Regions from separate parts of the Mus musculus genome. Here regions 2, 3, 4 and 5 are each linked to region 1. The links are chromatin contacts, called in public ChIA-PET, HiChIP or PLAC-seq and promoter capture Hi-C maps. All regions are on one chromosome and are shown on one strand. Each heading gives the region's core, a stretch centred on a gene start, on an enhancer-like site or on the middle of the called end of the contact. The rest is flanking DNA. Distances are from core to core; before and after follow the strand shown.

The links. ChIA-PET counts read pairs in DNA pulled down with a chosen protein or histone mark. HiChIP or PLAC-seq counts read pairs in DNA pulled down with a chosen protein or histone mark. Capture Hi-C pulls out chosen DNA fragments and counts their contacts.
Region 2: a contact with region 1 is called in an RNA polymerase II ChIA-PET map of effector CD8 T cells, with 6 read pairs. The contact joins the promoter of Tmem240 here to the promoter of Ski in region 1. A contact is called at or near these places in 2 of 39 promoter capture datasets (liver and pre-B cells) and 3 of 115 datasets of contacts at active chromatin or transcription factors (bone marrow-derived macrophages, effector CD8 T cells and pancreatic cancer cells).
Region 3: a contact with region 1 is called in an RNA polymerase II ChIA-PET map of memory CD8 T cells, with 37 read pairs. The contact joins the promoter of Aurkaip1 here to the promoter of Ski in region 1. A contact is called at or near these places in 2 of 39 promoter capture datasets (liver and pre-B cells) and 1 of 115 datasets of contacts at active chromatin or transcription factors (memory CD8 T cells).
Region 4: a promoter capture Hi-C map of liver shows a contact between it and region 1. The contact joins the promoter of Atad3a here to the promoter of Ski in region 1. A contact is called at or near these places in 3 of 39 promoter capture datasets (liver and pre-B cells), 2 of 115 datasets of contacts at active chromatin or transcription factors (bone marrow-derived macrophages and memory CD8 T cells) and 1 of 9 other capture datasets (liver).
Region 5: a FOXA1 HiChIP or PLAC-seq map of pancreatic cancer cells shows a contact between it and region 1. The contact joins the promoter of Mrpl20 here to the promoter of Ski in region 1. A contact is called at or near these places in 4 of 39 promoter capture datasets (cranial neural crest, liver and second pharyngeal arch cranial neural crest) and 2 of 115 datasets of contacts at active chromatin or transcription factors (effector CD8 T cells and pancreatic cancer cells).

Annotation. Positions count from the first base shown.
Region 1 is chr4:155,219,208-155,224,119 of GRCm38.p6, forward strand. It overlaps Ski (ski sarcoma viral oncogene homolog (avian)), which reads right to left and starts at 3,328. Exons shown (of 7, transcript NM_011385.2): 1 at 2,345-3,328. The coding sequence starts at 3,313.
Region 2 is chr4:155,733,294-155,738,249 of GRCm38.p6, forward strand. It overlaps Tmem240 (transmembrane protein 240), which reads left to right and starts at 1,511. Exons shown (of 4, transcript NM_001101506.1): 1 at 1,511-1,853; 2 at 2,105-2,211. The coding sequence starts at 1,797. It overlaps Ssu72 (Ssu72 RNA polymerase II CTD phosphatase homolog (yeast)), which reads left to right. Exons shown (of 5, transcript NM_026899.3): 5 at 180-586. The coding sequence ends at 281. 1500002C15Rik (a long non-coding RNA gene) reads right to left here and starts at 1,149. Exons shown (of 2, transcript XR_001784583.2): 1 at 1,092-1,149.
Region 3 is chr4:155,828,019-155,832,578 of GRCm38.p6, forward strand. It overlaps Aurkaip1 (aurora kinase A interacting protein 1), which reads left to right and starts at 3,251. Exons shown (of 4, transcript NM_025338.4): 1 at 3,251-3,717; 2 at 3,965-4,052; 3 at 4,334-4,560. The coding sequence starts at 3,998.
Region 4 is chr4:155,759,610-155,764,705 of GRCm38.p6, forward strand. Atad3a (ATPase family, AAA domain containing 3A) reads right to left here and starts at 1,489. Exons shown (of 16, transcript NM_179203.3): 1 at 1,193-1,489. The coding sequence starts at 1,394. It overlaps Atad3aos (ATPase family, AAA domain containing 3A, opposite strand), which reads left to right and starts at 1,583. Exons shown (of 3, transcript NR_027972.1): 1 at 1,583-1,677; 2 at 1,776-2,168; 3 at 3,761-3,951.
Region 5 is chr4:155,800,599-155,805,252 of GRCm38.p6, forward strand. It overlaps Mrpl20 (mitochondrial ribosomal protein L20), which reads left to right and starts at 2,280. Exons shown (of 5, transcript NM_025570.3): 1 at 2,280-2,497; 2 at 2,775-3,144; 3 at 3,235-3,345. The coding sequence starts at 3,058.

The DNA.
Region 1 (4,912 bases), core at 2,078-4,577:
ACCACAGGAACCACAATTCCACCTCCACCAGGCCAACCCCACCCGATCCCAACAGACCCTACCTCAGTCAAAGAGAAGCCGCCCCAGGCAGGCTGCCACAGAGCAGAGCAGCCAAGTGTCATGAGAGCATCAAGGACTCAGGAAACCCACTGCCCTCCGCACCTTCCTACCACCAGTTCAAGAACCCACCCCTCTCCACGAAGCACTCAGCTCACCCCTAGTTCAAGACAGCCCACGGGCCCGCCAAGAGCTGCATGGCCTGCAGTCCCAGCATACTCTGTGCTCTCCTCAGTAGATCACAAATGTTAACATAAGCTATGCAGGAAGTAAGGGGATCCTGACAACGTTCAGTGAACAAGAGCGGGCACTCAGGCCACTCCTCAGGACAAGAGAAGTCTGGGCAGCCATGGGTCTGCACCCAGACTGACCTCCCCTTCCTGGGTGTTACCTATGGTTCACAGAGATAAACATATGGCTGTCCTGAAGAGGACGGGTCCAGCCTGAACCCCCAACTTCAGACCCACAGAGTCAAGGGAGCAGCAACACGGATGGCAGAGCTGGGAGCACCTTACAAAGATGAAAGAGGAGTCTACCAGTGCCTTGTCAGTAAACAATCGGAAGCTGGTCAAACTCTAGAGCCCAAGCTGAAGCCACCACTTGCCTGAGAGGAGCTGGAGATACAGAGCACCTGAGAAACTTCTCTTCACTCAACAAATGAGGTGTCAGAGCACTCCCAGGGTGGCCAACAGAGAAGAGCAGCTAGACACAAACCATGGAGGAAATGACCCAAGCACATGACCATGGCTCAGCACACCGTCCTGCCTTCTAACCCCACAGTACTGGCACGGGCATCTGAACCAAATCCCCTGAGCCCAAGAATCTCATACCCAGCACCACAGGACTTGTAAGAGAAGACAGGAGTCTTCTACTCAGCAGTGGCTGGGACAAAGGGACCATGCTGGTCCTCTAAGCCTAGACAGAAAGACCACAAACACTCAGGACCAGACAAACACAAACACAGACACACCCAACTCAGACAAGACTCTCTGCCTGCTCCCAAGATAAGAGGCGTGAAAGTGTCCCAGAGGCACAGCCTCTCCAGTACCACATCTCTACAGTAGCCACACAAGGGTGCAACCACCCCAGACAGACAGGTCTCCGCTGGTGGGACCCTACAGCCAGGTCCATCTGAGAAGACCTGCCTGCAACATCTCCCACCCAGTGCACTGCCCCGGCTGTGGCGAAAGTGCCAAAGAACACACAGCATATGTACACTCCACAGCCCCCAGAGAATGAGGCGACCATCCTTCTTCAGAGCCCCTCCCCCCACAACTCTGACACGCTGCTGGAGGGGCGCCCAGAGAAAACCGGGCTGCAGCATCTATTCACAGATTTAGAAAAAAAAAAAAAAAAAGTTTGATGCAATAGCTTGAATTAATTAGGTCTCCCAAGAATAGCTGAGCCAATGCAGCATTCTGTGTGTGCAATTTAATAAGCCTGGATATTTAAAAGTTAAACATACTTAGGATGCATATGCAAAGAAACTTCCTGTGGACTCCAGTGAATGATTTAGGTACCAAGTGGCCCAGGAAATGCCCAAGCAGATCTCACAAAGCTTTCTTTGACTCACATACAACACAGCCTGGGCTGACGGGCCTCCACAACCAAGCACAAGAGCAACATAAGGAAATGGGTGAGACCAAAGAAACTGCAGACCATCAGCAACTCCGGCAGGCCGCTGACCACGCCAAAGTGGCCTTCGACGTGCACAAACAGGAGACACCAGGGGCTGCAAGTGCCAAGTCTCTGCCAAGACAGCTAGCTAGCTTCACTTTAGCTGTCTGTGCCCCAGTATTTAAAGGAAAAACAGGAGAGGCAGTAAACATGCATGGATACTCAGCTGAGGACCACAGGCAAGAAAGCATCCCAGCCACAAGAGAGAAAGGGGCAAGCTTCATTCTCATATGGACAACTCTGTCAAGGTCCCATGGTGATATGGGCCAGAAAGTCACAGCCTAGGTCCAGGCACTCTAACCTCCCAGAGCTTGAAGTTGCCACTTTCTCAGACCTTCAGAGCTTAGCCTGAATGGTCAAGGGCTATGAGCCCCGAGAGGGCTCTCCCGTTTACTCTACTCCATAAGAGCAGCGCTCAGACAACACGAAGATGGCCTTACCCACAAGAGACCGACAAGCCCCCTACTTTTCTAAAATCAAATCAACCCAAGGCCTGATAAGGTCGAACCACGAGCCCCAACCTTTTGAACCCAGAGGACCCAGAGCAGAAGGACCCCACCCACCCACCTTGAGCATAGTTTGCCAACCCCCAAGACCCGGGGACACTTACCCGGGGCACCCTCCGCTTGTACTTGTTGGCATAGTCGAACTTCTCCTTCACGTCGTCCAGGCAGCGGCCAAGGCGGGCCTGCTCCTCCTTGCCCGTGTAGTCCTGGCTCAGCAGGATGTAGGCCCGCCAGTTGGCTGAGTCGAAGCCCCAGTGGCAGGTCCGGTTCTCCAGGGCCTTGTGCGAGTGTACAACGAACTTGTGCGGCGGGTACATGAGGCGGCAGTCGAGGCACTGGATGCAGGCAGCGCTGGGACTGCTGTACAGCTCGGGCACCAGCAGCCCTTTGCACTTGCCGAAGCACTCGTGGTACACGCGGACGCTGCGTTCGCTGAGCTCCAGGCCCAGCGCCAGGCTGGCCGCCAACTCCTTCTTGCAAGGCGGCGGGTAGGCGCCGCCGTAGAGCAGCGCGTTGCACAGGCGCTCGGCGTCCGTCTTAGTGATGAGCCCGCAGGAGGGCGCGGAGAAGGGCAGGATGCCCATGACTTTGAGGATCTCCAGCTGGTCGGCGGTGCAGCGCGAGCAGTAGATGTGCAGCTCATCGCACACGGAGTTGATCTGCTGCAGTGAGAAGTCGCGCAGCACCGAGTTGAGGATCTGCGGCAGGCACAGACGCTTCTCACCTCCCACCACGAAACAAGAGATGGTCTCCCCTTCCAGCACGGTCTCACAGCGCTCGGTGGAGCGGTCCGACGGCATGAAGAAGGGCCCGGGAAGCACGGGCGGCGGCGGCTGGATGGCAGGCAGGTGCAGCACGGGCGGCGGCTCCGCGGCAGTGGGCACCGGCGCCGGCACTGTGGCCGCACCCGCCTCCTTGGCGCTCTCCTTCTTGTAGGCCTCCTGCGCCCAGCGCGCCGAGAAAGCGGCCGGGCCGCCCAGCGAGCTCATGGAGCTCAGGTGGAACTGCTCCAGCGTCTTCTGCAGCCCCGGGTGCGGCTGGAAGCCGCCCCGGCCGGCCGCTGCAGCTTCCATGGTGCGATCGGGCTCCCCCGGCCGCTCCCGCTCCCGTGCGCCCGGGCCCCCACGGCCTCCGCCGCCGCCCCGCGCACCCCGCCGCCGCCCGCGACCGCGGCCACGACCGCCCCCCGTCGCCGGTTCACGGCCGATCACGGCCCCGGCCTCGGCCTCGCCCGGGGGCGCGAAGGCGAAGGCGGGCGGGGCGAAGGGGTCCCGCCGCTGGAGCCCGCCGCCGCCCGGGCCCGGCGCCACATCCACGCGCCCCGCGCCGCGCCCGCCGCCGCCCGGGCCCCCCGCGCGCGCGGCGCGCCGCCGCTGCCCCGCTCCTCCCACCGCGCGGCGCCCGCTCGGCTCGTCCCGGCGGTGCTGACCGGCCGCGTCGCGCCCGCCGCCGGCCCCTGGCGGCCTGCCCGCCCGCGCGGCCGCCTGCCGGCTCCCGGCCGCCCGCTGGCCCGCGCGCGCGGCTCCCGGGACGGCGGAGGCGCCTCTGGCCCGCGGCCTCAGAGCGCCGCGGCGGCGCGGGGCTCTGCGCACTGGGCGCACATCTTTCCGGCGGCTCGCTCCGGCTCGGACTGAGCGCCGGGAGCTGAGCTCACGCCGCCGCGCGCCGCCCCGCCCCGTACCGCCCCGCCCCGCCCGCGCCAGCCCCGCCTCCCGCGTTGTTTGTTGCCGTGCGTCCGCCTCAGCCGGAGTGCGGGCCAGGAATGTGACCAGCTCCGGGCGGGCTCTTCCAAGAACGCGCGCTCCCCCTCCCGGGCTCAGTGGCGCTCGGCTACGCCCGGACCGGACTCGGCCAAGCTCGGCTTTGTCCGCCCACAGCTCGACTCCGCTCGGCTCCCCCGTACCGGAGCTCGGCCCCTCTCGGCAGTGCTCGGCCCCGCTCGGCCCTACTCGGTACCGGCTCGGCCCTGCTCGGCCCTACTCGGTCTCGCTCGGCCCCGCCTTGTGGAGGCCACTGGAGGCGGCCACAGCGGAGGCGCCTGGGGCCCCCCTTCCGGCCGAGGCCGCTTCCTGCGCGGCTGGGAAGACTCCGGTCCTGCTGCCACCACGGTCTTGGGGCCCCCGAAACCCACAAGGCCCCTGCCACAACCACAGGCCAGCTGAGCGGCGGTCCGCAGTAGATCTGCGCCGCTGCCGCCCTACATCCCGGGGTTCCCGTTCTAGGTAGACACTGTGAAGTAACCTTCACTCCCCACACTGCTGGACGTCGTGCTCCACGAGACACTCATAACAAGGACACCACAAAACAAAACCCAGGTTCCCTTCCTCATAGCAAGGATGCCACAAAACATTCGGGTTCTGATACAAGAACGTCTCAAAGCACCCTAGGGTCGCCACACAACCGAAGTTCCTACCCCCATATGATAGGGGCAACACAAACACGCATTCCAGGTGACATAAAGGACACCACAGAACACTCATGCCAGGTTACTCTTATGTTGAGAAGATAGCTCAAAAACCCATGTGCCTGCACAAAGAACCACTCAAGGTCTTCAGAGCAGGACTGCCCAAAGTACTTCTGGGTTTCCATGTGTAGTGATATACAGAACTCCACACTCAAGAACAACACAGGATTGCAGAGCTCACAGCATGACCTAGGGATGCAGAGGAGGT
Region 2 (4,956 bases), core at 261-2,760, 510 kb after region 1:
AGCCGTCCCACTCCCAATATGGGGTACTCCTATGATATGTTGTATATGTCTGGTAGGAACAGGCTGTGAGGGAGCTATCCTGAAGCCTGGGTCCCTGCAGAAGTGAAGATCAGTGGAGGGCAGGGTCAGGGAAGGCGCGTCACAATGCCCGGGTTCACTCAAGGCCGTGCTTTTCCCAGATCCAGCACACTGAGGACATGGAGAATGAAATCGACGAGCTGCTGCAGGAGTTCGAGGAGAAGAGTGGCCGGGCCTTTCTGCATACTGTCTGCTTCTACTGAGCCTCCTGTGCTCGGTGCATGGCCTGCCCTGCACAGCCACCTTTGTTGAAGCCACTTTTTCAGTGTGTTTTCCTTTCAGATATTTGTTTTTACTGCTAGGTGTACATCATCAATGTACTGTACATATGGAATGAGACGTACGCAGAAATGCCAGATTCAAATCCATTGTTTTTAACCAAAAGAAATAAAGATGGTTTACTCTACAGCCTACAGCAAGTGTCTGTTGTTGGCCCTTTTCTCTCCACTGCTGAATTGTACAGAAACCTAAATAAAGCAACAGGCTGTCTTATTAAGGGGAAAAAAAACCTTGGAATTGCCACAAAATAGGTGCTGCTAGAAGTCTTTGGTTTGTCCTGAATTCCTGGCCTGACTCCCTGCTGAGGAAGAGACTACTCGGCCATTGAGTCCAACCCTGTGATAAACCTGAGAGCACCCTTCTGAGAAGTAGGGCCGGACCCTGGTGCCTTAACAGCTCAGGGCCTGTGTGAGCTGATATAACTGAACTCCTGTTGGAACCTTCAGATACAGTGGGGTCTGGACTTGGGGGGCTGGAGGTCAGCTGTCCTCTTCCTGCTTTCCAACACAGGGCAGGGTTGGTTCTTCTGTTGTCAGCTCTGTGGCCAGCACAGGGCTTGGGACTCAATCCCAGCATGACCGGCAGCCACAAGAGGATCATAGACGCTGGCAGCTGTTCCAGCACCCCTTCCTCCTCAGAAATCGCCTAGTCTTTCCCACAACTGCCACGATCTTTATGGCATACTTGGCCCATTCCGCATCGCATCCGTATCGCCTACCCTCCTGCCCTCCTACCTCTGCTCATGTAGTCATTAGTCCCTGGTTCCTCTGACTTTCCAGGCCCCTCCTCTGATGGCACTTTCTTGCTGGAGGAGGCGGGTGCTGACACTTCCTGTCCCTCTCTGGAACCCGGAGAACCAGAAGGAGGGGCCTTACTTGGGGAAGTAGAGCAGAAACGACCACCTGGTCCAGGCCAAGGCCCAGTCCAGCGCGGCACTGGGCAGGGAGACCGGAGCCAAGGCTGATGACATGGGGCACAATGTGGAGCCGAGGCCGGAGGGGAGGGGTCTCGGGCTGCGTCACAGGGACAGGAGTGGAGAACCTCGCCCCTGGATGCTGGCGCGGGGCGGCGAAGTCCCTCCCCGGAGGCGGAGGCAGGAGGAGGAGGGAGGAGATAGTGAAGAAGAAAAGGAGGGAGGGAGAAGCCTGGAGGAGGGAAGAGGGAGGAGGGAGGGGGCCGCCGCGCAGACCGCAGGGAGCCGGGCGCAGGGAGCACCGGAGGGCGGAGCGGAGGGCTGCCAGCAACGGGCGACAGGCGAGCGACCCCACGTCAGCCCCCACATCTCGGCTGCCTGTGCCCGCGCCTGCCCCCGGGGTCCGCGGCGGCCCGGCGCGCGAGCGCTGACCTCTGCGGAGGCGGCGCGGGCTAAGCATCGGGCCGGGGCCGGGAGGGGCACCGGGGCCGGGGGGCGGCGCTCCGGCCCGGCCCGGCCCCGCCCGATGTCCATGAGTGCGAACACCATGATCTTCATGATTCTGGGGGCGTCGATCGTGATGGTGAGCGGAGGGGCTTCCCGCGCGCGCCCCCTGCTTCTGCCGCCCGCCCGCGCGCGCGCCTACCCCACCTCGCTTCCTTGTTTACCGGCCCGTGCGGCCTGCGCTGCCCTCGCTGCGATCTTGCGCTGCCCTCGCCCTGGTTGCCCTGCGTTTCCCCACCCACCCACCCACCCCTGCAGTCTAGTACTCCCCCTTGGCACCCCTTTCGGCCCGGCCCACTCCTCGCCCTGACCGGTCATGGGCTCTTCCAGGCCATCGCGTGCTTGATGGACATGAACGCGCTGCTGGACCGATTCCATAACTACATCCTCCCGCACCTGCGGGGCGAGGACCGCGTCTGCCACTGCAACTGTGGCCGGTGAGTGCGCCCCGGCTCTAGGCACTACACGCGTGATCACACTTGTGCAGCGGGCCCCACTTGGCCGGTGAGCCCGGAGCAGGCTGGGCCGCAGAGCCTGGCTGGATGATGGGGGCCGCTTCTGCCCGCCAGGTGCTGGGGGAGGGGTGGCTAACGGGAACCCTAGGTCAGCCAGCCGCTCCCTGGGAAAGGAAGCATGACTGAGTCTGTTAGGAACTCCTTCCTCCAGTTCCTTTAGAGAAAAGGCTGCCTGGTGGTGGCATTATGGGCCAAGGAGCCTCCTGGTCCAGGGCCCGGAGGCCTGAGAGCAGCATCCTTGAGTAGTGTCCACAGTGGAAGCCAGGAAGCTGGTTAAGCCTGGGGCAGTAGTCTTGCCTCCGACCCAAGTCTTCCTCCTGGGCCTACTGTGGCCATGGCAGGCAAGAGCAGGAGGTCAAGATAGGAAGGGCCTACCTTGAGGAACACCTGCCACAACTGATGACTATTGTGCAGGGGAGGAGCTGAAGTAGCTACGCTGGGGTTTGCTCAAGGTCACAATGAGACCCACCACACCCTTCAGGGACCTCCCCTTCTGTGCATGTGTAGTGATGAAGTCTTCTGGCCTTGCATGTTTGTATGTCCATGTATGAAATAAACATCTTCTCATGAGCCGCGCATGTGTGTACTGTCTGTGCATATACATGTGCGTACACAGCGCACTCGAACATCCGCATGCACTCATTCCAGAGATGCCCTCATGCGATAACCGTTGTCCCTACTGTTCAGACTGGGAGGAAGTGGATGGAGGCTTTACAGAGTAGACTTCCCCAAGGTTACACAACTAGGAAAGAATAGGGCTAGAATCCCAGAACCTCAGTTTCTTATCCCACCCTATGTTTCGGCTCCAGAGGTGTTCCTTCACACGGGGGTATAGGGTATGTCTTGACAGTTGCATATATCCTAAGTGCATACATGGCTGTGGGTACAGGCAAGTGTGTTGCAGATCATGGACGTTACAGTAAGTAGAAGGTGGATATACAGGACCCTCACATGCATTGGACATGGTAGGAAAATTTGCTGCGTGGTCACACATTCCTAGAGAGCCCTGTGCTCCAGCTTGGTGCACACCATCTGTCTATCTGATACATCAGAGGGCTCAGAAAAGACATGAGGTTAGCGCTCCTGTTCCCAGGCCATGTCTGTAGGTGAGTTCTGAAGCCTTTCCAAGATAGTATGTGCATACTGGGCCCAGCCACTGGGGCCGTGAACACTGGGAATAGGTGCTACATACGGGACTATTGTAAGGTGGTGGTTGATGAAGTGCTGTTCATGACAGCACACTGAATGTTCACCAGAGCACAGAGGGTGTGTTCTTAGAGTATATTTACACAGTTTATACATGTCTATCTCATGTAGCATCCCAAGTACCTGTGGACCCATGTAAACAGACACCTGTAGAGTGGAACCTGAAGTAAGGCTTGTGTGTGCAAAAATGTGGAGAGCCACATCATGTAGACAGTGTTTCTGCGTGTGTCTCTCTACATGTATGTGCTTTGTACACAACTCTACATACATGGTATGTAAATTCGTTGTACAAAGCACTTTTGTATATTGATTACATATACGTGTATGCAAAGTACACGTATATAAAACAATATACATTTCAGTGTGCTCAGGGAGAATGTCGGAACATCTCAGTGTGGGTGCAGTGACTGCAGATTAGTTTGCAAATGGGGTATCTGTACACATACCATGTGCACATGTGGTGTTGACAGTTTGCCTATGTGTACACACTTTGTAGAATAACTGTACACACGTGTCTGCCTTGTACATGGCTATTTGCAGAATTTTAGACAGAAGACATGTATGTAAACTAATGTTTTGGACAGAGCACAACAGCAGGCAGCATTTGTGTGTACACACAGATCTGTGCACATGACAGCATCCCCACAGAAAGGTGCCTGGTTCAAAGCTGAGTGAATGTGCATCTATGTGTAACGCACCATACTCATACCCAAAGTGTGCACAGTGCATGGGTGTGGGGCTTGTGGGGCCCATGTCCACAGTATACATGCTATGTCCTGTGCATGCGGACAACGTGTATACACATTGGATCTCAAGTGGACACATGGCAGCATGTGTCATGAAGGTAGAACACATCAAAGACATTCATTTTGTACACAACACATCTTGCTTTCATTTGGAAGACCTGAGCCCCTGCCCTCAGGAGCTTGGTATAGAATTAGGAGGAGCCAGGCCAGGGGAGGAAGCATTCTAGATATCCAAGTTAATTGTAAGGGCACAGGGCCTTTAACCCCTGGATTCCTTAGGTCACAGGGTGGCTGGGGCCTCACATTGCTCTACTCGTAGGCTACCTAGAATCCTTCTAGTTTCTTTCTGTTTCCTGGAACAGCTCTGTTAGGGCTAGTTCAGAGGAAGGACATGGGTCCCAGGTTGACCTAGTCCCACCAGTGCCTGGCAGTCCCTGATGGTGTGGAAACACTACCTCCTCCAGGGCCTCCTGGTCAGCAATACTTTCTGTGCAGGATCAACAGCATCCATTCATCACGATGGCAGTGGCTGCCATGAGCAAGGGACGGCTGCTGGGTGTCAGTCACGGTAGCTCCGGTGACCAACTGAGAGCTGCAGCCTGAGCTTTGCCCACTGGGATTGGCCAAACTGTAGACCGCGGAGTTAGCCCCCAGGGGATCTGAGGAGTCTCACTGCTGCTCCTCCCAATCCCTGCTAACCTGGGTTCAGGTTTAA
Region 3 (4,560 bases), core at 2,001-4,500, 610 kb after region 1:
CCTCTGCAGAAGTGGTTTTCTGATTGTTACACAGAAGGGATCTTTAACAAGTCAATACCAGATCCTTTGATCTGATCTGGGAGTTGTCTGAAGGAGCGCATTACCTAAGCAGTTATCAGCCAGGATTTGCCAGAAATGTCTTGCTACTGAAGTCACGCAAAGGTTTTGAATCTTCTATAGGAAAAGCAACTCCATAAATCTCAGATAACAATCACTGATTATTTATAAAAGAATACTTCAAAGTCTAGGTATGCCAGCACTCTGAGTTTATGTCAGGTACAATGGCTTTATTAAATTTTCAACTATAGCCGGGCAGTAGTGGCACACGCTTTTAATCCCAGCACTAGGGAGGCAGAGGCAGGCAGATTTCTGAGTTTGAGACCAGCCTGGTCTACAAAGTGAGTTCTAGGACAGCCAGGACTAAACAGAGAAACCCTGTCTCAAAAAAACCAAAAAAGAAAAAAAAAATTCAGCTATAGGTGCAAGCTTGCTTAACTAGTACAAAGCCCTGGGCTTCATCCCCAGCACTGCGTACGTAAGCTAGGTATGGTGGGAAAAACAAAAAACAGAAAAACGTTATAATGTAAAATAATGGCTGGAGAGAAGGCTTGCTCTCTCTTCCAGAGGATCTAAGTTTAGTTCCTAGCACCCATGCTGTAAGGCTCACAACCACACTGTATGGCTCACAACTCTTGTTCCAGAGGATCCAATGCCCTTTTCAGGCCATATTCATTGTATGTATGTACGCCAAGTTCATTGACACCAGCTATGAACTTGGTGTACATACATTACAATGAATAGACCTATTAATTTTAAAAAACAATAAAAAATTTAAAATGAAATGGATGGGGGGCTGGCGAGATGGCTCAGAGGTTAAGAGCATTGACTGCTCTTCTAAAGGTCTTGAGTTCAAATCCCAGCAACCACATGGTGGCTCACAACCCTCCGAAATGAGATCTGATACCCACTTCTGGTGTGTCTGAGGACAGCTACAGTGTACTTATATGTAATAAATAAATCTTTAAAAAAAAAAAAAAGAAATGGTCGGTGTTCAACAAGCTTCACAGCTGTGCTAGCGTTAGGATGAGACGGACGCGCAGGCTCAAGTTTAAGTTAAGCATCAGGCTTAAGTTAAGCAGCTACCCTGACTGGCACAAACCAGTCAGCATTTGGCTTCTGTGGCTCAATTCTAGGGTTCCTCAACCTAGGCTGTAACAGGCAGGCCCCAGGGTGGGGCCACCTCTGGCCATTCACACTTTTAAATTCATCTTTATACTCTAAAGAAAACAATTTACACAGACTCTCCCCCCAAATCTTCTACCAGTGAGTGATCTTTCTTTCTTTCTTTCTTTCTTTCTTTCTTTCTTTCTTCCTTCCTTCCTTCCTTCCTTCCTTCCTTCCTTCCTTCCTTCCTTCCTTCCTTCCTTCCTTCCTTCCTTCCTTCCTTCCTTTCTTTCTTTCTTTCTTTCTTTCTTTCTTTCTTTCTTTCTTTCTTTCTTTCTTTCTTTCTTTCTTTCGGGTTCTTTCTGATTGGGAACAAACGAAAATCCCACGGAAGAATAGGAAGTACTCTTAACCACCAAGCCATCTCTTCAGCCCCAGCAGTGCTTTTTTTCTTAGGTTTTTATGAAGGATTAACCTTTGCAATTCCAGATCTGCCTTGGCAAGGTTAGTTTACAGTAGCAATACAATGTCATGGTGTCATGGCTATGTGTCTGTGTTTTATTGCCACCATGGCCAAGCAGCTACCCTGCCCTGGTTGGGCATGTTCTGTTTTGGCCTGGAGCCTGTTTGAGATACAGGGGGTCTTTTGGTTTTTTGAGACAGGGTTTCTCTGTGTAGCCCTGGCTGTCCTAGAATTCAATCTGTAGACCAGGCTGGCCTTGCAACTCAAAAGAGATCCATCTGACTCTGTTTCCCAAGTGCTGGGATTAAAGGCGTGGGCCACCACCACCCAGGAAAGTATAGGGATCTTAACAAGGTTGGCTTTACTCACCTCCTGGAAGACTAGAAACTTGCTAGTTCCCGGGATTGTGTAAGGAGGATGCTTTGCTTGGTCTCTTTCCAAAACTTGTTTCCACTTGCCCTTTCTCTTATTGTCCCTGACTCTACAAAGACCTGTCCCGATACGGGTTGTTGTGAACATGACCATTTCTCTGATGGATTTATTTACTTTTATTCATCTCCTTGAACCTTTAGTTATGCAATCCAAGGAGAAACACATCAAATAAAAGCTGGCCATGTTGAGGACTGGGAGCACCAAGGTGAGGGCTGGAATCTAGAGACTCCATTTGCCTTTTGTGGCTAAACCCAGGGTGAGAGTCTGAACTAAAGACAGACTAAAATGCATAAACCTTCCTGTTTGGGCTAGCGCAGTGGTTAAGTGCTTGCCACATAAACCCGACAACTTGAATGAGATCCCTGGAATTCACTTCCTTAAATGTGGAAGAAGAGAAATGACTCCATGTGTGCTGTGGCATATGCAGGTGCACATTGTGCCTCCCCTCTCGAAACATCATTAGAAAAGACAAATATCTCCAGCATCCCCTCTCGAAGGTAGGGTACACGCAACATCACTTTGTGACCTCAGTTACACAGCTGGGACGACAGCCTGCAATTTCTGCCCTCTTATTGGTTTATGTAACTTTAGCTAGGTTAATGCCTGAGAATGAGATATTTGGCCACTTTGTGTTAAGAATCCACAGAAATCCCTCATGCGAGGCATACGTAGTTTCTCAAATGAAGGAGAACCCTAGTCTTGCACCCCTGTCCATCGGAGCCAGCAGGACTTTCTGGTCCACACTGAGGTGCAGTGGATTGCTAGGCTCTTGCCAAGGAAAGCAGCAGCCGTATTCTGAAGAAGCTGCTTTTAAGTTTTGGGATAAAAATTAACGTGTGTGTGAGGATATTTAAATTTTTCCTCAGGGGGCTGGTGAGATGGCTCAGTGGGTAAGAGCACCCGACTGCTCTTCCGAAGGTCCGAAGTTCAAATCCCAGCAACCACATGGTGGCTCACAACCATCCGTAATGAGATCTGACTCCCTCTTCTGGAGTGTCTGAAGACAGCTACAGTGTACTTATATATAATAAAAAATAAATAAATCTTTAAAAAAAATTTTTTTTTCCTCAGGGCACACTAAAGAAATTAGGACTTTTTTCACTTGAGATTAGCGGCAGGGTAGGACCGCGGAGCAGGAACAGGGCGGAGTTTCTGAGGCCTCAAGAAGCAGAGCGCCCCATTCTGCAGCCAGCCTATCCCACAGGACTATTAAACGACCTGCCGCCCTAACAGGAGGAGCGCCACTTGTCACTTCCGCAGTCCTACGGTCCATGGCGGTACCCGGAGGCTAACCGGCTTGGGAGAGACGAAAGGAAAAAAATATATATATATATACTGTAAAGTCCGCGTGCACGCAGAGAGCACTCTCCGGGATTGTGGTGGGTGTCGGGTGTGGGCACTTTTTACCCGGAACGTTGTTGCTGCTGGACAACAGCGGCAGGGGAAGCGTCCCCTCCAACCGGAAGCGATCGCCTTCGGGCACGCAAGGATCGAGTTAGCGCAGAGCCGGGCACCAGAGGGCGCTGCGTAGGACCAGGGACCGGAAGTGGTCGAGGTCAGAGGCGACCTGATCGGTCCTAACTTCCGGGATTCGGTGGGCCTGTTGCGGGGCTCAGATGATGAGCGGCGGCGGAGCTCGCTTGGCCTGCGTCTGTTTGGTGCGTGCGAGCGTCGATATCGTCCTGCGCTGTGGGTTTCGCTGCCTGAGCGGGAACCGTGGGTGGGCGGCTTACAGCGACCACGCTGGTGGAGAGAAGTAGGGACAGGATTTGCGCTCAGAGCGACTTTTGAAGATGTCTCCTTATCGCGGGTCAGGGGGACCCAGGGTGATGGGATATGCGAGGCCTGCGGCCGAGAGCACTGCCCGTCGCCGCTGCGTGACCTCAGCTGGTTCCTGTGTTCTAGCTTTGAGCGCTGCCGCCGGACCAACTGCTCACCATGTTCCTGGCGCGCCTGACTTCACGGCTGGCCAGGACTGTTGTTCCCTGGGCAGGTAAGACGCCCCTGGACGCGGAATCCACACCTGACTTGGGGATGGGAATCATCGCGGCCCAGCTCGCCTTCAGTAGTCTCCTGTCGCTACTGGGAATAAGAGCCTGGGCACAAACCTTTTCCTGCGAGCTTGCATGTAGTATGTAGGAGCACATCACAACTCCAGACGGAAGGATAAGGGGCAGGCCTTACCATTTGGGTCTACATGTTGCCCTAGCCTGGGTAGTAGTGGTGTTCTGATCTGCTGTGATGGCACTAGTAGCAACTGTGTTGTTTCCCCAGGTTTCAGTCGTTCCTGCCCTGGCTCCGGGGTGATTGGCAGCTATGCTTTTCGACCCCTTTACAGTTTGCAGCCTGCAAGCCCAAGTCGGGCTGCCTCCCTCCCTGGTAAGAGGACCCAGTCAGAGCTTGAGGAGTTCCTGGTCCCCAGGAAGATGGCCATCAGTCCTCTAGAGAGCTGGCTGACTGCTCAATACTTATTGCCCAGACGGAATGTCGAGGTCCCAGTG
Region 4 (5,096 bases), core at 239-2,738, 540 kb after region 1:
TATTGGAATTAAAGGCATGAGCTCAAGACTTTTTTTTTTCCTACAAGAGCAGAGAATTGACTCACCAAGTGCCAGACTCTCTCTCAGAGGGTCTGCATATTATACCTATTTAAATTAGGGCTTCCCTATAGGATCTTTTGAAAAACAGAACACCCGCATAAACACAAAATTGAGAATGGAAACATCCTTCAATAAGTATTCATTCAACAAAGCTGACATTTCAGGCTTTTAAAAAATTTTTTATGTATTTGAGTTTTTGCCTGCATATAAGTATGTATATGTCTGGTACCCTTAGAAGCCAGAGGAGTCCTTGGATGCCCTGAAACTGGGGTTACAGAAGGTTTTGAGCTGTCATATAGGTGCACAGAATTGAACACAGGTCCACTACAATAGCAACAAGTGCTCTTAGCCTTTCAGCCATCTCTGCAGCCCCCTGCAGGCTCTTAAAAATATTTCAACTAGCTAGGCATAGTGACACACGCCTCAGGAGGCCGTGGCAGGTGGAGCTGTGATTTCTCTGACAGCCTGGTCTACAGGAGTCTCAGCCAGGGCTGCACAGTCTTTATAAAAACAAGAACAAACAAAGCAAAATAATCAAAAAAATCCACCTTACATTACACTTTGGCACAAACTGTCAACATCAAAACAAAAATGTGTCATTTGTTGGGAAAAGTCCTGGCCTTTGGGATCCATCAATGCTAAAATCTGTCTCAGAGAGGATCAACCTTTACGGACACCCTCACCTCACGTTCCACAGTGGAATGCTATCATCCAATAGTAAACACGACATCTACTCTCTCCTTTTTAAGTGAGAGATTGCTATTAACTACCACAACACAGGATCGCCTGACCTGGCTATGACTTTTGGCCTGCACCACGTGGAGGCAGCTAGAAAGCCCAACAGTAAAGTAGGTAAGGCCAACATTGGCACAGGGTCTCTCCTACGACCTACGTGTTGACAGCTACAAGTGCAAGAGGGTGGCAGGATCGGGGTCTCCCCCAATGCAGGACGGCTATGACCAAATGTCCCATAAGCGGCCATTCAGGTCACCTGAAAGGTACGGCTGCGAACGACCACTGTGCTGCTAAGACGTCAAGAGGACCAAAGTCCTAAGGGCAGCAGCTAGTGCCTCCGAGAGAAACCTCCCATTTCCCAGGGCCTCGGCCCGCCAAGCCCAGCCCGCGCACTCACGCGAGTGCTCCAACTCGCGAGCCGCTTTGGCCGCACGTTCCAGGCCCGTCGGGTCGAAGTTGCTCCATTTGTCCTTGGGCGATGGCCGGTCTCCCGCCCCGCGGTCACCGCCGCCCTCCGCCCCGGGTTGAGCGGGCGGCAAGGGCAGCGGAGGCCCTGTGCCTTCGCCCTTGGGGCCCTTGATGCCGAAGAGCCACGACATGGTCTGCAAGCTCCGCGCGCCCTCGGCGGACCGTACCGGAGCGTGACTCGCGAGGCTCCTCGCAGTCACCACGCGCCGCGGGCGCGACTCACTGCGCAGGCGCGAGCCACACCCCTTCCTTCTGGACGACGGAAACCTAGGAGGGTCAAGACGTTCTCAGCCGCCGGATTGGCCGCTGACATAGGGACGCCAGTGGCGTCGGTGGCACGATTTGCCCAGCTTTCTAAGGAGGCGGAACTGGACAGAGCTCCTGGACCAGGCAAATAGGAGCAAAGTTTTCGAGGTGGGTGTGCCTTCATCCTAGAAAACTTTTTTTTTTTTTTTTTTTTTTTTAAGCAAAGGTGCTATTCCTCTGGGGTCGTTCTGTACCTGTCGCTATAGGCATTTATGGAGACGCCCCAGCCACAGAGCCCACAGACGATCAGAGACACTGGACTCACACCACGGAGGGTCAGAACTCTTCTGCTGTGAATCCTACCCAAAGAACAGAAGAGGAAGGGAAAACCTGAAGGTGCTGTGGGTCTCCCGGAGCTAATTTTTTCCGGACTTGAGATGCCTCAGGTCACTGCAACTAAGGGCGAAGTAATCGGGGTGAGACCTCCAGCCGGGAGGACTAGAGAAGGGGTCCCTGGCGCCCCTCGACCGGCCGGGCACCCCTGCTGTGACCCCACGCTTTCTCGGAGCCGGATTCATGTATATCTGTGGCTGCTTTGAGCGTCTCCAGGCCAGCGGCTCCTACAGCCAAGCGTGCATAAGAATAAGAGAGTTACTTAGGTCAGAGACTTGGGCGCCTCTGACAAACAATCCTGCACCATTCTGCTACGATTGCTCAGGCGGTGTTTTGAGCCCGATCCTCTTTGGTGTTTTGGCAACCCACGGCGGCTATTGGCATGCTGCTGCTTTGCAGTACAAGCCAGAAAGCCAAGCCGACTCCCAGAGCCTGCAGAGGGTACATTACACTCAGGAGCTACTTAGAGTGAGGGCTGGTGCTCCAGGCTTGTGCTTGTTAGCCAGTGAGCGCTCCTTGGGAGCCTGCTGAGCCAGGTGCCTGCTCTGGACCTAGGGTTGACCTAACCTTTGGGCAAGTGGAAGGTAGCATGGACAGTGGCAGTTGTCACTAGGAACCCACATTTACCAAAGTCAGCGTCTTGGGTCCAGGCATCTTTCATAAAACCGGTTGAGTTCACAGAATTGTTTGGACTGTTTTTTAACACTGGACAAAAGGCAATTTTAAATGATAAAAAAGGAAGTTGAAGGTATGTTATTAGTCGTATTTATTTTTTATAAAACTTTAATTTTTTAAAATCTTACTATTAATGATAGTTCTTGAGTGCTGTAACCTTCCTTATAGCCCACCACCCATCAGAGATAGTGGAAAAAGGATATGGGGGAGGTAGACCTGTTTAGAAATGGTTCTTTGGAACAACTCCTGTCTATGTTGTCTGAAAATCAACAGTTCATTTCCCAGGTTAACAGCAGCAGCTCCATCCATTCCCATACACTTCACAAACACACTAACAGTCCAGTTCGATAGTCTGGATAACAAACATGAATCAGCAGTGGTGACACAACCTAACGGAGACAGCCAAGCCACCGCCTCTGTAGGAGGGACCAAGAGGAATGCCAAGAGAAGTTCTCAACTAGGCCTCTCTCTTTGCAACAAAGATCAGCAAAGATGTGTTGTACAGCTAGCTCAATAAGCAAGTCTAGCTCTGCTTCCATCACTGTCCATCACTGTCCAGTGTTTCTTGATATAAGGTTTCTTTGAGCTCTGACACTCCTGGAACTTAAGCTGCAGATCAAACTGTCCTGGAACTCAGAAATCTGCTACATCCCAAATGCTTGGATGAACCGTGTAGGTCACCACCATTTGTCTTAAATTTAAATCCTAAGATTATTCTACCTGTGACCCCTGTCCCCCAACAAAACCAAATGAGTTTCCCAGCAATAGCCAGACATCACTCATTGGCCATAAGGGTTTTTTGTTTGTTTGTTTGTTTGTTTGTTTTTAAATGGACAAACCACGTCTCTCATAGCAGTCGCCTTTGAGCTTAGATGGGTAAGTAAGGAGGGTCAGAGCTTTTTTTTGTTGTTTTTTTGTTTTGTTTTGTTTTTCGAGACAGGGTTTCTCTGTGTAGCCCTGGCTGTCCTGGAACTCACTTTGTAGACCAGGCTGGCCTCGAACTCAGAAATCCGCCTGCCTCTGCCTCCTGAGTGCTGGGATTAAAGGCGTGCGCCACCATGCCCAGCTAGGGGGTCAGAGCTTTTAAAGCCACACACCTTTCAGTCTTTTGCTGTATTTGGTAAGCACATAACCTTTATAAAATTCTGAATCTTGACTTTTTCAATTTTTTTTTTTTTTAAAGCGTGGGCCTAGAGAACGGCTTCGTGGCTAAGAAGAGTATGCACTGCTCTTCTAGGGGACTTGAGGTTTATTTCCAGCAACAACATCAAGCTTCTCCCTGCTGTTTGTAACTCCTTTCTGAATCCTCTCAACTCACAGATACATGTACAAACCCGCACAGGTCATGAACACTATTAAAATTAAACATACTTTTGTTTGTTTGCTTGCTTTTTTGAGACAGGGTTTCTCTGTGTAGCCCTGGCTGTCCTGGAACTCACTTTGTAGACCAGGCTGTCCTCGAACTCAGAAATCCGCCTGTTTCTGCCTCCCAAGTGCTGGGATTAAAGGTGTGCGCCACCACGCCCAGTTTAAACATATTTTTTTTAAAATATTTATTTATTTATTATATATCAGTACACTGTAGTTGTCTTCAGCCACACCAGAAGAGGGCATCAGATCTCATTACAGATGGTTGTGAGCCACCATGTGGTTGCTGGGAATTGAACTCAGGACCTCTGGAAGAGCAGTCAGTGCTCTTAACCGCTGAGCCATCTCTCCAGCCCCCCATATTTTTTAAGTATTAGGATGAAGCAGGTGGGAGGATCACTTGAGCCCAGGAGTTCGGTTAGGCTGAGCAATATAGCAAAACTTCGCATTGAAAAAAAGAAGAAAAGAAAGAGAAGGAGAAAAGGAAGTGAGACAAGTCTGGGAAGGTTGGCAAGACCCTGTGTCAGATAGCAGGGGGGTTGATTGATTGATTGATTGATTACCATTAAGAGGGCAGAGGTATAGCCTCTCCCTCTGAGCAGCTAACTCTATACCTTACAGTCTGATAGGATGTAGACTGTCTCTGAAATTTAACTATTTATGGATAAATGTCTAGGTCATAAGCTTTGGCTCATTCCCCGACTAGTTTATAACATTATTGTATTCTATGTGCGCCACATGGCTGGTTACCTCTCCTCAGTTTGATGTGTCTGTCTGCTAAGAGTTTGGGGCAAATCTCTTCCTGCACCTGACTCTATCCCAGAGTTCCTCTCTCCCTCCATGACCTCCCAGCACCTTCTATTTTTTGCCTTAGCTAAAAGACCCTCAGGTTTTTATTGACAGATGATGCTTCCACACAGTACACAAGAGATTCTCTCTACACCTGATGGCTCCTTCTTTAAATATGGCTCTGGTTGCAAGACCATATTTAATTGCAGAGAGCTAACTGGCATTTATGATAGGAACAGTTGGTGATTAATCTTGTCCTGTTTCTGCCCAGAGACTTCACACCTCCCACAACACCTTGTCTCACCTGGGTCCTGCTCCCATCTGAAAGCTGGATCTCTTGGCGTTTGTCTGGTCTGCTGTCT
Region 5 (4,654 bases), core at 1,030-3,529, 580 kb after region 1:
GGCAGTGGAAAGGAGCCAAAGTAATAGCCTAGGCACTTATTCATATGTAAGAGTTTCAGAGTCATCATTTCGGGGAACTTGGATGCAGGTAGAAAAGCCCACAGATACACAAAATCCCAGAATTCTCACTACAGTTAAGTTAATATTTTTCAAAAAAATTATTTTGTGTGTGGGTGTATGGCTGTTCACCATTTGTATACAGGGCCCTGGAGACTGGAAGAGGGTGTTGGATCCTTGGAACTGGAGCTGTGGATGGTTACGAGCCACCATGTGGGTGCTGGTAATTGAACATGTGTCTTCTGCAAGAACAAGTGCTCTTTAACTGCTGCACCATATCTCCAGTCCCAGTTTAATTATTTTAATTATGTTAGAAGTACAATTTTTTTTCCTTTCTACAGTTTCTATAATCTCTGGTTAGTATGCTACTCATCCTTGAACACTCTGTTAGCTAGCTAAATTCTACTTTATGCAGTTTAATATTTTTTTTTTCGAGACAGGGTTTCTCCGTATAGCCCTGGCTGTCCTGGAACTCACTTTGTAGACCAGGCTGGCCTCGAACTCAGAAATCTGTCTGCCTCTGCCTCCTGAGTGCTGGGATTAAAGGCGTAAACCACCACACCCAGCTCCTGTTGGCATTCTATTTTTTTTTTTTTTTATTTATTATATGTAAGTACACTGTAGCTGTCTTCAGACACTCCAGAAGAGGGCATCAGATTTCTTTATGGATGGTTGTGAGCCACCATGTGGTTGCTGGGATTTGAACTCGGGACCTTCAGAAGAGCAGTCGGCGCTCTTAACCACTGAGCCATCTCTCCAGCCCCCCTGTTGGCATTCTTACTTGGACTGTGTGGTTGGGCTTCAGAGGGAGAGGATGTGCCTAGTCCTGTTGGGACTAGATGTCCTAGGGTGGGGTGGTACCCAAGGGGGGGGGCTCTCCTTTCTCTGAGGAGAAGGGGAGTGGGTGAGAGTGGGAGGGATTTGTAAGGGTGGGACTGGGAGAAGGGGGTGCTGCAATTGGATGTAAAGTGAATACAAAAATAAATTATTGAAAAAAAAAAAGAAAAAACAAGAACCTACAAAAGAACATGAGAAACACTCAAAGACATAAAAACTCAAATTCAGAAACCATAATTGTTTAGTTTCAGATCCTGGGACAGGGAACTCAGGTACATATTTTACATATCAAAGCAGACCTGGCTTGCAGGTTCTCCCAGCATCCCTCAGTTCCTACCTGGCAAGGACACTCTGCCCCCAACCTTAAACTTTCCAGCCCAGGGACTGAGCTGCCCTTCCACCAAAGGCTCCTCCCTATGTAAGCCAGACATTTTGGCCAATCCTCCTCTCTCAATCCTTTGGGCCAAACCTACCTTTAAATGTTCTAATCTGACTTGAATTGGCTCATTTCACCTGTGAAGAAATAACCTATCATCATCAATAATATAAGCAAACGAACAGTAAAGTTAAAAAAAATTCCCAAACAAAACAATATGAGACCCCCCCAAAAAAAATCTCCCAAAATACCTTTGAATTTGTTTTCTGTTGGCCATCTGGACCTGGGGCCTGCCCTTAAGGTGTGGTTTGTAGTATACTATGTAAGACTCCCTGTGTAAGACTTTCCCTCAAGGAAAAACTAATTTTTCTTTTAGGAGCAGCTGGCAATTGGAGATAGCTTCTTGGTTGGGGATGAGAGTCCATGTCTACTTCCTCATCTGGGACCTGACAGACAAATGTTTTACTTTGTTGTTTTTTGAGACAGGGTTTCTCTGTGTAGCCCTGACTGTTCTGGGACTCATTCTGTAGACCAGGCTGGCCTTGAACTCAAGACATCCATCTCCCTCTGCCTCCTGAGTGGATCGAAGGCATGTGCCACCACCATCTGGCTTGGTGGCCAACTTTTTTTTTTTTTTTTTTTTTTGCTTTTCGAGACAGGGTTTCTCTGTGTAGCCCTGGCTGTCCTGGAACTCACTTTGTAGACCAGGCTGCCCTCGAACTCAAGAAATCTGCCTGCCTCTGCCTCCCAAGTGCTGGGATTAAAGGCGTTCGCCACCACCTCCCGGCGGTAGCCAACTTCTTACTCAGACCTTTACTCCAAGTAAAGCTGGTGAATAAGCTAAATTCTGCTGTTGTTTTCTTTCTTTCTTTCTTTTTCTTTTTTAAAAAGATTTATTATATCTAAGTACATTGTAGGTGTCTTCATACTCTCCAGAAGAGGGCGTCAGATCTAACTACGGATGGTTGTGAGCCACCACGTGGTTGCTGGGATTTGACTTTCGGAAGAGCTGTCAGTGCTCTTAACCCTCTCTCCAGCCCCAATTCTGCTGAGTTGACTGCGAGTCCCACTCCGACTGTCAGCTTCGCCTTCATCTCGGTAGAGCTTGTATCTCCCACAGCTCCAGGAGCTCAGCCCTCCACCCCCCGAAACTTGGCCTCTGTACCTGCGGGAGGTTGGGCTCCATCCCCAGGATACATCTTCAGGACAGTAGATACCTTTGTTCATGTGAGCCTTTGACTCAGACTAGCTGTCTTTGGAATGGGTTTACTTGATTTAATTTCCTTTACTTTCTTTTCCTTTTCTTAAACATACTGTTCACATGGCTATTCTTATTTATTTATTCATTTATTCATTCATTCATTTATTTATTTGGGCGTCAGATCTTGTTACAGATGGTTGTGAGCCACCATGTGGTTGCTGGGATTTGAACTCTAGAAGAGCAGTCGGGTGCTCTTACCCACTGAGCCATCTCACCAGCCCAATTTCTTTTACTTTCCTTTAGGGTCAACTGATGCCCACAGAAGAGCGGACCACCGAGTGTTCCTTGGCGGTTTCTGTAGATCTGATTTCCGTCCGGGACTGCTCGCCATCCCCGCCCGCGGGGCTTCCTCCAGTTTATGCTCTAACCATTCTCCCGCGTGCGGACGGTCTGGCACAACGGAACTGAGGGAGCGAGTCTAGAGGCGCCCCGGAAGACAGTGCTCGCACACATCCGGCAGGGCTGGCCTGTCTGACCGTTGACCCGGAAGCGCTTCTGGCAGCCGGTCGGGCTTCGGGAGCCCATCATGGTCTTCCTCACGACGCGGCTCTGGCTGCGGAACCGCCTCACCGATCGCTATTGGCGGGTTCAGGAGGTGCTGAAACACGCTCAGGTGAGTGCGCGAGTCGCGGCCCGAGGCGTGGGGCGGGGGTGGAGGGCCGCGCTGCCATCCCGACACCCTTCTCCCCTCTTCTTCATCCAGCATTTTCGGGGAAGGAAGAATCGCTGCTACCGCCTGGCCGTCAGGGCGGTGACCAGAGCCTTCGTTAAGTGTACGAAGGCCCGCAGACTTAAGAAGCGGAACCTGAGGACCGTAAGCCCGACCCCAACCCCCAGCTTGTCCTTCATCTCCCTAGAGCTAGGCTCTCTTCCAAACCGGCTTCGGGAGCTCAGCCCTCCATGCCCCCGGAGCTTAGCCTTCTGTAGCCGCAGGATGTTGACTTTCATTCCCGAGGAATTCCCTTTACATGTTTGGGCAAAAGTGGTTTTTTGTTTTGTTTTGTTTTGTTTTGTTTTGTTTTGTCATTTGTGAAAGCTGTACTTGTGCGCTGGGTTATAGTTCTTGTAAGTACTTATGAGCTAAGTCAACAGGGCCATAAGAAATGTCATTTCTGACCTTGACAGTAAGAACGTGTTCCCTAAAGGCTCAGCAGATATAGATATAGAGGACATGCTGGTCTTCTATAGCAACTCAAAACTGTCTATACTTCTAGCTCCAAGGGATTTGACTCATTTTGGTCTCCATGTGCACCCACCCACACACATCCTCACAGGACATATCCAAATATATACAAATTAAACAAAACAAACAAACAAACAAACAAACCACCCCAGGACTCCCTAACCTGAATGTGGGTACAGCATGATGGTTGTGTTCACTGTGTGGACAGTGTTGTTGTGGGTTTCTGTTCTGTTCTCAGCTGCACGGGCCTTTGAAGTAGAGTGGTCCTGCCTCGGGACCTGGTGATTTGTTCAGGCCCAAAGTTTCCAGTAGTGTTGTGAACACATGGGAGCATCCATTTACGGGAAGTGAACATTTGCTGCCATTGATGAGGGCCTGGATCAGTCCTGGTCACCCTGAGATTTTTTTTTAGAAAATGCACACTTTCTTTAAAGGACCTACTCTGAGTGTGTTGAGTTAGGCTCTAGAAGGAGAGCCCAACAATTTGTGTTAACAAACTTCCAGAGAGTCTAATACAGGAGCTTTAGGGACTACAGTACCTTTGTAAAGAATGCTTAAAAGAGCCCCCCACCCCTCCAAAAAGCTCAAAGCAAAACCCAAACCTATTACTATCTAATGTGTAAGAACAGAGGCACATTGGGGTTGCACTGAAGAAATCCACAGTTGCTCCTCTTCTGGCAAGGGCCACTTTGATTCCCTCCAGACAGATGTTAAGGTGTTTGTCAGTGTGTAGCACAGACTCTACTAATCCAAACGAGCCAGATCCTCCAAGAACCCTTTCTCCCTTCATAGAGTTGAGTTCCTGTGTCTGCCACAGAATCTCAACCTTTGTCTTACTGGTACATACAAATAGTTTGCTGACTTCCTTGTCTGTTTTAACTGAGAAGAAGGCACTACTGAGACTGAATGGACCTAGGGCCTTGAACATGCTAGGCATGGA